2 separate regions of the Triticum aestivum genome follow, and region 1 is linked to region 2. The links are chromatin contacts, called in public Hi-C maps. All regions are on one chromosome and are shown on one strand. The core of a region is the stretch at or near the end of the contact, and the rest is flanking DNA. Distances in the headings are between cores, read along the strand shown. Region 1 holds the start of LOC123121346 (aminopeptidase M1-C). Region 2 holds the start of LOC123121337 (serine/threonine-protein kinase PBL34).

Evidence for each region. A called contact is a pair of places that touch in the nucleus more often than the background predicts.
Region 1: a Hi-C map of leaf shows a contact between it and region 2, with 5 times the contacts expected there. The contact joins the promoter of LOC123121346 here to the promoter of LOC123121337 in region 2. A contact is called at or near these places in 3 of 5 Hi-C or Micro-C datasets (all in leaf).

The regions. Positions count from the first base shown.
Region 1 is chr5D:302,730,636-302,736,917 of IWGSC CS RefSeq v2.1, reverse strand. LOC123121346 (aminopeptidase M1-C) reads right to left here and starts at 4,686. Exons shown (of 20, transcript XM_044541299.1): 1 at 4,429-4,686; 2 at 505-759; 3 at 271-416. The coding sequence starts at 4,542. LOC123121345 (aminopeptidase M1-C) reads right to left here. Exons shown (of 20, transcript XM_044541298.1): 19 at 5,757-5,831; 20 at 5,095-5,645. The coding sequence ends at 5,463.
Region 2 is chr5D:302,207,771-302,214,047 of IWGSC CS RefSeq v2.1, reverse strand. It overlaps LOC123121337 (serine/threonine-protein kinase PBL34), which reads right to left and starts at 1,700. Exons shown (of 6, transcript XM_044541282.1): 1 at 1,409-1,700. The coding sequence starts at 1,655. LOC123121335 (ABC transporter A family member 7) reads right to left here. Exons shown (of 17, transcript XM_044541279.1): 17 at 5,855-6,277. The coding sequence ends at 6,146.

The DNA of each region.
Region 1 (6,282 bases), core at 3,437-5,936, 520 kb before region 2:
AACTTCCAAACCACGTATCATCGAATTCGTAGCCAGTGCATTATCGGGACTGGTCACTTGGTTGGTCGGCGAGTAACTAATCAGGAGTAGTAAAGAGAAACCACAATTCAACTTTTCCCCTTTTTGTAATTTTCTGCTTAAAATTTAGAACAAATCATGGCATGATTTCGTATATATAGATGATCACAAGTGTTGTGTTGAGGTTCGCTGATCATGATGTACGGTGCAAATACTAAGGGTGGTAGAGTCCAGAAAGAAGTCGTCGCATACCTCCTGTAGAAGCCTCTCATCTGGTCGTTGAGAATGCCGGTGAAGTCCATCTTGAGCACGCCCTCGCCGAGGGGCAGCTGCTTGGCGAACCCGAGCACCAACACGCCGTCATCCTTGAAGAACACCACCTCCGTGGGCGCCAAAGCCTGCGAGAACCGTACCGACGAAGGACGATGAGAAGAGGGCGAGGAGGTCTCAAGGAATTTCATTTTTCTTCTCCTTCTTTCTCCTTACCTGGAAGCGGATGGAGGCGCGGTTGACGGAGAGGTCGAGCGCGTTGAGCACGAGGAAGCGGGTGGGCGCGGAGACGGCGACGGAGATGGCCACCGAGCCGGAGAAGGTGCAGGCGACGAGGTCGGGGCGGAGGAAGAGCTCGTAGCGGCGCGGCGCGGCGAAGCTCGGCAGCCGCGCCTTGCCCCGGAACTGCTCCGCCGAGCCGCCCGCCGCAGGCGGCGCGGACGCGCCGGGAGATGCCTTGAGATTCGCGCCCTGCGGGCGCGTACATCCCGTTGTTGTTTAGCGCGAGGGAAGAGAAAAGACGAGAGAAGAAAAAAGAAAAAAGAAAAAACAAGCTTTTACATTTTTCTTTTTTTATTACAAACTTACACACTTTAAGGGACTTCCGAAAATGGATTAGGGCATGTACAATGGTTGATAAGATAGTTTTATCTTAAGTCTTGCATGTAATCTAGAGATGGCAAAAAAAGAGTCTACAATGGGTCATCTCTTAGTCTTATTTTCAATAACTAGCAATTACTAAAAACGTGATGAGACATATTGTGTTAAAAGATCATTTTTTGTGTTCTCTCTCCTTACCTCATCATTTATCCTACGTGGCACTCCTAAGATAGTACCACCTTATCTCCTTTTTCAGTACTATTAAAATAGCGTACTCACTTTATACATCCAAATTTTGCTCAAAAAAAAACTTTATACATCCAAATGTGATTTTAAAGCAAAATATTAATCACGAATTTCTCTTAGTATTATATTAATATATTGTATCCATATCATATCTATATCTATATGTATACAAATATATAGACGAAACTGCTGACAGACGACACTAGCTGGCCGAAACCCACACGATGCAGGAATGAACGGTGTTGTCTGCTTTTGCTCTAACACATCAACGGCTTGATGTGTAGCATCGTCCGCAGATCGTCTGAATCTGTCGTCTGTATAGCAACGCTCTACGGCATATATAGAAGAAACCAATAGCCACAGCGTGTTCGCTGGAAGGGGGTGACATTTTATGAACCGCGTGACAATTTTTCAGAACAACATAGCAATTTCTTCAAGAAATGCATTTTTCTTTATAAAAATTGCCACCATTTTATCTCGAATCGCAAGTAAAACTGTCAAGAAAATATGTTCGTTTGTCAACCCCTCCCGGGATTGAAATCCTCTACTGTAGCGTGTTGTAGTGCGGATGACACATGGAATCGGGTCCACACGACAGTGACCATACTGCACGTTGCACTACAGCAGAGGATCCAAACCCCCCCTCCGGGGGAACGTTGGGCCGTTAGTTTTTTCGATATAAAAAGCCTCGAAGAGTCGATCCAATTAATTTCGGCCATCAAAGGATTGTCTCAATGGTCATCGTTCAACATGTTTAACATGCAGTTAATATCACACTACCAAGTAGTAACAACGATTTATGCTAATTACATTATTATAAGGTTTAATTGATATCCTATCCAATATAAGTGTGCAATTAAAATGTAATCGATATTCTACCGAATATAAACATGTAATTAATACGCAATTCATATCCTACCTATTATAAACATGTATTAATTTCCTCTCTAATATTAGCGGGCAATCTTTTACTACTAGTTTATTTTAAATATGCATATTTTGTTGGCCACTGCTAGGCGTCATCCAACTGACGCAGGGCAAACAATCAACCCCCTCGTGGGCCGTTGGATCAGGCGTTGTATGGCCATTGGATCACAACAGTCATCTTCATCTCAAGCAACTACTCCCGCATGCACCCCGCATCGCCAAAAGGAAAAAAGAAAACACCACGACTAGGAACGAAAAAGATAGCACTCTGCAACACTTTTTGTTGCCACCGTCGAGCTTCATCGTAGCACCGCTGCCACGCTTTGCAGCGCCAACACCGGCGCGGCCGGTGGTGCTCCATCGCAGCACTGGCAGCCCGTCGCAGCTCCGGCCATGCTCCATTGCAGCAGCGACAGCGGCACGAGGTGCTCCAACGCAGCACCGGCGGCCCGTCACAGCTCCGGCCATGCTCCATTACAGCAGTGACACCGGCACAAGCAGCACCGGCCGTCTGTCGCAGCTCCGGCCATGCTCCATTGCAACCACGAAACCGGCGTGACGGTGCTCCAACACAGCGTGGGCAGCCCGTCGTAGCTCCGGCAATGCTTTATTGTAGCCACGACACCGGTGCGGCGGTGCTCCATCGCAGCTTCGGCAATGCGGTTTTTTGTCGAAAAAGACCACCTGCCGAACAGAAGTGCTAGAAAATACCCCTTCTAAGACAAATTGACAAAAATGACCCCTTGAGCCGTGGCGGCAGACGCGCCAGGCGACACGTGGCACATGCCGCCACGGGTCGAGGCGGCAGGCTGCAAATAACAGGAATCGATGAGCCGCGACGGAACGGGCTGGCGTGGTGGGCCCAGCCGCCTCACTGGCTGGCGGCAGCACTGTACATGGTGGGCCCGGCCGCCTCGCGCCCAGGCGGCAGGCTGTGCACTGCACCAGAATCGTCCAGGCGCCAGGCGGCATGTACGTCCCTGCACATTATTAATTGATCCCATGCAAAAGAAAAAAAAAGGTTACTATTGGTCAGCATTTGACTAGCTTGCTCGGGTCAAGATTAATAGCTCCGTGCACTGAAGTTTGTGTGAAAGCTGGCTTGTCTGAGTCTTGACTAGCTTGCTCGATCGGGTCAAGGTTCAATAGCTCCGTGAGTCTTGACTAGGTTCAGTAGCTCCGTGCACTATGCTTGCCGTGCAATACGCTGAGGCCGGCTGGCGCGCAGCAGTGCACAGCCTGCCGCTTGGGCGCGAGGCGGCAGGGCCCACCACGTACAGTGCTGCCGCCAGCCAGTGAGGCGGCTGGGCCCACCGGCGGCAGGGGCTGCCGCCTCGCCCCTGGCGGCATGTGCCACGTGTGGCCTGGCGCGCCTGCCGCCACGGTCGAGGGGTCTTTTTGGGCAATCTGTCTAAGGGGATCTTTTCTAGCAATTTTGTTCGATAGGTGGTCTTTTTAGACAAAAATTCCGGCAACGCTGCATAGCAACACCGACATCTTCAACGAGCGTTGCATCACAACACCCGATGCCCCTTGCAGTGGCGCGAGTACTGCATCACAGCGCTGGCAGGACCGACGAGGGCGGCGTCGCCGGCAGCAACCGCGGACCACCGCATCACAGCGCTAGCCGGACCGACGAGGGCGGCGTCGCCGGCAGCAACCGCGGACCACCGCGTCGCAGCGCTGACTTCATCGATGAACAATGCAACGCAGCACCGGTCGTGTGGAGCTTGGGCAACACCGTGTTGGAGCTTGGGAGCCACCAGCCCACCACATTGCATCGCCGCAGCTATCGACGATCACCGCATCATAGCGCCGGCATCACCGACGAGCGCTGCAATGCAGCACCGGTCGCATGGAGCTTGGGAGGCAGCAGGGTAGCGGAGCTTAGAGCGTGTCCATGACCATGATAGAGAGAGCTGTAGGAGAGAGAGAGGTGCGGAGCAGAACAGAAGGGGATCGAGTTTGATGAAAAAATCAGTGGATCTCGTGACGCTAGAGATGAGGGGATAAGGCTGGGCAGTGGGAGGGCCCAGCGGGACGCGTGTCGTGCGGAGAGGGCGGTTTAGACGAGCCCGTAATCAGCCGGCTGAAAAGAATAGATTTCCTATTTTGTTCCAGGTAAGCCAATATGTAGCCGTTTCCCTATATATACATCTAGCCGTTTCAGGCCCAGACGGAGGCAACGGGGATACAGATAGACTCCGGTTGGACTTACCTAGCCGGCTACCCACCACGTGAAGCTTCCTCCTATCAGTTTCAACTAGCTCTCTCAAAAATGAAATGGACCACTACAACACCATCCTGCAACGCATGCAGCAGAATAGTAAAATTTGTAATCTCGCGGGCAGGGGATCGATACCGCACCTCGCCGTGTGTCGCCATCTTCATGCCGCCGCCGGCGGCCGCTGCTGCGTCGACGAAGAGGAGCGCCACCACCACGAGCAGCACGGCGCCGGCGCCGGCGCGGGGTGGAGCCATGGAAACAACGGACGACGCGCGCTCCCGGGCGTTGTCGATGGCAGGCAGCTGTGAGCCTTCCTGCCGGCCTACCACTAGTGAGCGGGCGGGGCCTTCCTGCCGGCCTACCACTACTGAGCGAGCGAGCGAGCGAGGGGGTGGGGAGGAGCACCGGTGGCTGCCGCTGTATAAATATGGAGCGGAGACAGCGGGGGTGGGTTGACTCAGCTGAGCCGGCCGATCTTTGGTAACCCAATAAATTGTACTAATAAATTCACAACCCAGAAGCAAATAAATAGTATCAATCAATATCTTACATATGTACTTGATAAGTATCAATCAATATCTAATATATTTGGTAACCTGATAAATCTCTTATATTTGGTAACCAAATATTAATTGGACACATACCTATTTTATCAGTTTAAGGTACACTACCACAGTCACTGCAAAAAACCGTCTTATATTAAGGGACGAAGAGAGCTGGAAAATCTTTACTTTAAACCAAACACAATCTTATTTTATGTATTTGCTTTGCATCAAGAGTTGCCCCGTATATTCCATCGGCTCGGCTTTATAACCACCCACGTGAAGTCTCCTCGTACATTCAGTTTACCAAAAAGGATACATCAAGGAGGCTTGTTCTAATGACACTGAGATTGGAGCTTTGCCAAAATTTTCTTTGTTTTGCCTGAATTTCCTTTTAATGGATATGCTACCTAGTTCCTCCTTGACATTATCATTCTTCATACAACCCGTTTGCACCATATGCATAACAATCAATGATTTGGCTACAAACTGGCATCAGCTGACTCACTACCACCACCACTACAAATGTACAACCAAATATCATCTCAAACCACAGTTTCCACACATGATAAGGCACAAATGCATTCTTATTGCCAACAACAACTGTAACCTAGCACTCTAGCTGCAGCACGTCAGGGCTTGGCCAGGAGCTCGCGCACCGTCTGTGAAAGCCCGGGCTCGCTCCTGATGCCCTCGGCCCATCTCGCACTGATCCGCACGGTTTCAAGGCTCTGCTTCAGCGTCCTCTCGAATCCGGGCTTTGTGCGCGTTGCAAAGAACTTGGAGATCTCTGCCGCCTTCTCGTTGGAGGTGAACTGACAAGAAACAAGGAAGTCCACATTAGCTATGGCCTCATGGAAATAATACCTGCAAAACTGGGGAATATGATCACGGAAATATGGCAATAGAACTGTGATTAAATGTACCAATGGAACAATGTTTTTAACAAAATTCGCCGCCAAGCTCCCGGAAAACGTCCTTGAGATGCGCTCCCAGTTTTCCTGCAGACAGACAGTACGGGACAAATGTTAGCACCATGTTTTCAAATGTTTCAGTCTGCTAGCACTAATATGAACCATCAGTCATCTCCTAAGGTGTCAGATGAAGGAACCGCAAAAAATAGATGGTGGGGTGCCGCAGCCTCAAATTCACTCTACTTAAAATACATTCACAAGGGAAATCCATATAAAGAGATCACGATCCCGAAATAAATTCACAAACATAGTTCAGCTGTTTGCAAATATGCCACTTGACTTGAATTCTTGTTGACAAAAACAGATGAACCTTGGGTCCTCTTTGTAATGCAGAAGTCTCAATGAAGTTGGTAGAAAAAGAAACATCTCATGATTGGATATTCCAATTTGTTTAGAATACCTACAAGAATCTGATGTTCCAGACAGGACCCAGAAATAACGACTTTTACGCATCAACAACACGTCAACACACATAGAT
Region 2 (6,277 bases), core at 451-2,950:
CATAACTAACTAGATTTCACAGCACGGCATAAAAATGCAAAAGTGGACCTAAATTATCTATCTGAGATCCAACCACGTATTGTTTGTAAGAAATAGTTGCCACTAGCTAAACCAAAAGGGCTTCATAAAGCGGCTATATTGATCTCTCATGCATTCCAAATATGCATTTCCATCTATGGATGAAGCAAAAGTCTTGATGAATATGATTTGAGAAAGCGGTTACTATTTTAAACATCATACAGGAGATGACATCAACAAAATCAGAGTCAGGTAGGTGAGTAACATTATATTATCAAGTTATCAACATCCATTGTGATTGCTTGTGCATGATTCTCATTAAATTGTTACAGGATTTAGTGCAACCTGTGTGAAGCAACAACATACCATGCTATTCTAAAAATAGATACTCATGAAAGCAGTCATGCCACTAGTCCCACATGTACACTTGCTATTCCAGAATCCCATCCTTCAATTTCACATTAATTAATTAGGTGATGACGACACCTGAATCTCAGCTAGAAATACGGTGCTCAATGTTCGGTAAAATTCACCAACTATTTCACGATTAATTTGTTTTGTCGGCTTGTCATACTACTAGGACATTTCTACATTCATTGCTTGACAACGTGGCTACGACCAAAGATTATTGTGCCCTGCACTAGTGCACTCACACATAGTTCACTCAACTCTCCAGCAATTTTACCACCAAAACAGACACATCCTCAGCATTAGAAATCTAACGAACTGTAACCAACTAACAGACTAACAGCTCAGCTAGAACATGCAAAACTGCATCAAACCGAAACATCCAAAACGACACCGTGAATGCGGCGCACGTCATCACCATTAACAGACTAACAGCTCAGCTAGAAATGCAGTGCTAAATATGCAATAGAATACTAGAATTCGCCAACTATTTCACAATTCATATGTTTTGTCGGCTTGTCATACTAAATACTAGGACATTTGTACATTCATTTCTCGACAACGTTGCAACGGCCAAAGATTTTTGTGCCAAGCTGTACTCACATGTAGTTCACTCAGCTCCCCAGCAATTTAACCACCAAAACACACACATCCTCAGCATTATAAGAACCTAACGAACCGTAACCGCCGACCAACTACGGCATACATTAATCAAACCGAAACATCCAAAACGACACGTGACCGGCGGCGCACGCTCGCAAGCATTAACAGCCTAACGAACTATAACCGACAACCATACGGCATCCGTTACATGGAATCTGAATCTGAACATCCAAAGCAACACTGTGGAAGAGGCACACACACACCATCAGCATTAACAACCTAACAGACTAGTATAGGCCATGACCAACTAGGGCATGCATGCATTGCATCAACCGCAGACATGGAAAGCAACACCGCGAGAGAGAGAGAGAGACATTACCGCCGTGCGTGCTGGCGCTGCTGGTGGAGGTGTCGACCTTGGAGCGCGGCTGCGGCGGGCAGTTGCCCATGGGCCAGAGGCGGATGCAGCAGCCAGTAGCGACGCCGGCGTCCTCCTCGCCGCCCTTCCGGGGCAGGCGGCGGCCTCGCCTGCTGCTGCGGCGGCACCATCCCCACCTCTCCCGCTCCTCCTCGCCAGAGCTCTCCCACCCGTCGAACTGGCCCAGCTCCGGCGGCGCGAGCCCCATGGGCTACCACCACCTCCTCCTCCTACCCCCCTCGCGAAAAGAGCCTCACGAAGATCCCGCCGCCACACCTCCAAATCGCGTCGAATCAGCTCGCTCCCCCGCACGAGCGCCGCCAGATCGGCCTCAGGGAGCAGCAAACACCCACGTCCCCCACACGCAACCGCCGAAACCCTGGCACCCCACGAAACCCAGCGCCTCCACCGAATCCCGTCAAATCACACCAATCTCCAAGCACCAGCGAGCCATCCGCCCCGAACCACCGCGTCTCCCCCGGCAGCACCCCCGCCTCCGGACCACCGCATGAGTCGCCCACCGCGCAGCCGAAGCAGGAGGCGCGGATCCCCCGGACGCGGCGGCACACCTTCTCGCTCCTCTCCGGCGGCGGCCTCCGCAGCAGGCAGCAGCTAGTCGGGGAGGGAGGGAGAGAGAGAGGGGGGAGTGGGGAATAATAATAAGCGAGAGAATAATGGATGGATTGCGCCGAGAGGGAGAGAGGGACAGGGCAGCGGAGGAAAAGCACAGATGTTCCTCGCGAGCTCGCCCCCTTTTTTTCTCCTTTCGCGAGCACGTGGCCGACGTGGACGGCTTTTCCAGCGTGCGCCGACGCGGCCGACGACGTGTGCGCCGACGTGGCCGGCGGCTCTGCGGAGTGGGACCGGGACGGACGGACGGACGGGTCTCTGCCCTGCCTGGCATTCCTTCCGAAACTGGTGGCAGCGCCATGATTGATTGGGACGGAGTGGTGGTTGCGTTTGGTTGAGCTGTTCCCTGCAAAGTTTCTTCTTAGCCGTCACGCAGAAGCGGCGACGTGATGACTAGTTTATGCATGCATGAATTTCTTCTTGCCATTTTCGGCTCTAAAGTGTAGTACAGTAGGCACGTACTTCTTTTTCTAAAAAAGTTTCAGATTTGTTATAAAGTTAATCAGCAATGCAAATGACCTTAAATATAATAAAAAATGACATCGACACCTCTAGACCACCGAACAACCACTACTGTTGTTAGATCAAGCCGCAGATGCTGCTACCCAATCGGAACCAGCTTGACCTTGTCGATGGCAACGTGCCTCTAAGGATTAACGCCCTGGAGCCGCAGTTGTTATGTCGGACTCTTGAATAGGACAAAAAACCACCACAATTGAGGACCCTAATTCAGGAAACCGCCGCCATTCAGTTTTTTTAGACCGCTAAATGCATGTTGATGCTTGATTTGACGGATAGGGCCCGCTGTCAGTGCTAACATGGCAAGAAGACTTGACATTTTTTAACGGGCCGTTAAACTGGGCGTAGGGCCCACCTGTCAACGTGCACGTACACTCTTCTCTCTCTGTTACATTCTCTCGAGCACCTTGTGTGCACTTGGCGGTCCGCGGTGGGCAGCGAGCATGGTGTGGAGCGGGAGGAGAAGGGCAAGCGCAGGGAGGATCTGGAGGTGGCGGTGCGCGGCTCGGTTTGCAGTCGGCTGTCCGGCACACGCGGCTTCCGCTGCCGCCGGCGAGCGCGGCGGAGCACGTGACGGGAACAGGAGTAGGGGAAGCGCGCGAGGAGGAGCTGGTGCACGGCTCAGTCCGCAGCGGTGGGGGCTCTGACGTCGTCGCCGGCGGTGCGTGCGTGCTCTGGTGCACGCCGGACATGGCGAAGCGCGGCGCGTGCACTGAAGGGTCGCTCGTGCACCACGTGCCCAACAACACTACCGCCGCGACTGGCCCTAGGTGCTTGCCGCCTCCTTCCTGCCGGGCGCCCTCGAGGCCATCTTCCCTGACGAGACAGTCGCCGTCGCGCCCACCGGCGTGGACAGCCTCCGCTTCGTCCACTGCGACGCGTCCCTCGACGTGGCCGCGGAGGGCAAGACCAGGAAGAACAGCCGCGGCTACAGCTACCTCCCCGGTCGGATGGCCCGCTCCTGGCGTTCTACGGCGTCATGTCGCTGGCGTTCGTCGCCCTCGCCGCGTTCTGGTTCCTGCTGTACGCCCGGTGTTGGTTCCTGCACGTGACGGGAGGAGGAGGGGAAGTGCACAGGGGGTGTTGAAGGTGGCGGCGCTGACCGCCGGCGCTGGAGGAGACGTGCCGGTGACGAGGGGATCTGGGGATCTGGCGAGCCAGATGCTGGCATGCGCTCGGAGGGTGCGAGCGCAGATCTGCGGACTGCTAGCGGGGCGGGAGCCGTGGGGAAGGAGAAAGATGTCCCCTGCGCGGTAGCTCACCGGCGAGGTACAAGGCGCGCTCTACGGCAGCGGCGCGCGTGCTGAGCTCTCCTGGCGGCGGTTGCGGGTAGAAGGAGCAAATGATGCGAACGTTTTTTTGCCAACATTCTAACGGCGCCGTCTCATTCCCGGACACATGGCACCTGACAGCGGGCCGCAGTCATCAGTTGTCCACTTAAACTGCTCTAATCAGTCAATTAGCGTTTTGTGAAAACTGTCAGCAGCACAATGATGACGGTTTTTTGAAAGAAAAAAAACGAATGGTGATGGTTTTTTGAATTAGGGTCTTCAATTATGGTGGTTTTTTGCCATTTACTCCTTGAATAGATTAAAACAAATGCCAACAAATCTCGTCGTTGCGCACACATAGCGAGAAAAACTTAACGCAGACAACAAGAATCTACACTGGAGCTTCATCTACTGTGTTTTGATGGACGAACTCGAGAAGGATCGAAGCTCGAAAGACAAACTCGAAAAGACAACTTATCATCCGCCCAAGCGCCCCACATGAGAGGATTAAAAAAACTAACTTAAACCGCTAGCCGGAGCAAAGGCACGGAGATTTATCTCTCCATCACCGGCTGCCGAAACTACTGGCAAGGAGGAAGCAAATCCACAAGACTCATCAACAAAGTTTGAAGAGAAGAGTTTGCCTGGTAGTCTGAAAACGCTCAAAGCAAAAGTCTCTGCTAGGCACGTACATTCGGCTCGAAATATTCTTGTTGACTGAGGTGGCATGTTCACGTGGACTCTCCTCCTTTCTCTCACGTGCACCGGCGGCCGGCAGCTGTACGTTTGACCAGCCGAGCCTCCTGAGACCAAGTCAACAACAGGAAACTCGAACCACGCTCACATGCATGTCACGAAAATGAAATGATCACCGTCAGAGCAAAGAACCAACACGTAATACTCCCTCCGTTCCTAAATACTCCCTCCGTCCAAAAATTCTTGTTTTAGATTTGTCTAAATACGGATGTATCAAGTCACGTTTTCGTATTAGATACATCCGTATCTAGACAAATCTAAGACAAGAATTTTGAGACGGAGGGAGTATAAGTCTTTTTAGAGATTCCACTATGGACTACATACGGAGCAAAATGAGTGAATCTACACTCTAAAATATGTCTATATACATTCGTATGTAGTTTGTAGTGCAATCTCTAAAAAGGCTTATATTTAGGAACGGAGGGAGTACTTGGTTCGAGGAGTACATAGTTAGTCATATATGATCGCACATGTCGCCTATGCTTACGCCATAAATCACGTTCTTTGATCAACTTATTATAGTGTTTCTTTTTGTGGGGAACTTATTATAGTGTTAAATATATGTCGCGTTTGTCGGTTAACTCTCCGTGTGCGTCTTCTTGCTCGTCTGCGTTTGTTTCATTCGTTATTACTATATAGGAGAACTCATCGTTGTTAAATACAAAATATTAACATCATGTCAAAGATATTTTTTGACACGATGTTAATATTTTGTAAAATCTGGATCACTCATAGTTTTACTCTACATTGTGCACACGGTTTTTAAATACAAACTTTGGTCGTTATTTTCTAGTACTAGTATATTTACAGAATACATGAAGCAAAATATGATGAAAATGCTTTGTTTTACAAATGCTCTCTCCTGATTTTGAAAAGAATGATGTTTAGACATACCCAAATTTTTTTTACCTTTAACTTCAGCTAGAATATAAATATAAATCCCAATATTTGTTGCATTATAAAAGTATCTTCCAACAATACATATAATTTTCACACATCCCTTCAAAATACTCCCTCCGGTCCCTTTTCACTCCGCGTATTAGATTTGTGTCAAGTCAAACTCAACAAAGTTTGACCAAATTTATTTAAAAAAATATCAACATCATGTCAAAAGATTTTACAAACTATGAGTAACCAGATTTAAAACTTTGGAAACAAATAAATACAAAATGCTACGTTGTTTGCGGATGGTGTTCGGGAATGCAAAATGGAATTTCACTTTTAGGAAGTGTTCAGGAAATAAATCTGACAAACTAAAGCAACCAACGATTCTGTTCTGCAATAGCATTGTCAAGAATCTGTCTCTGTTCTTTCTTTTTCTTTTTTGCACTTCTCTCGAAAAGTTGAACCACGTCAAAAATCATGTAGGAATAATGTTTTCCCTAAAAAAAATTACATGCTATGAATTTTTACCCAAACAGAACCTACATGCTATGAACTCGTCAGATTATCTACGAAATCACATGGAATGCTTGGGGTGTCCCTTGGCCGTCCATGGCGAAGACACTCTCCAGGTTACAATCTATGCAACATCATTGAACACCGGTGCTCCCTTGGCAACCTTGATGAAGACATCCTCCAAGGTAGTGTCAACGAGACCCCAGGCATGTATGCTGAGCCTGCTTTTCGCCCTCTCAACTGCATGAAAGACATC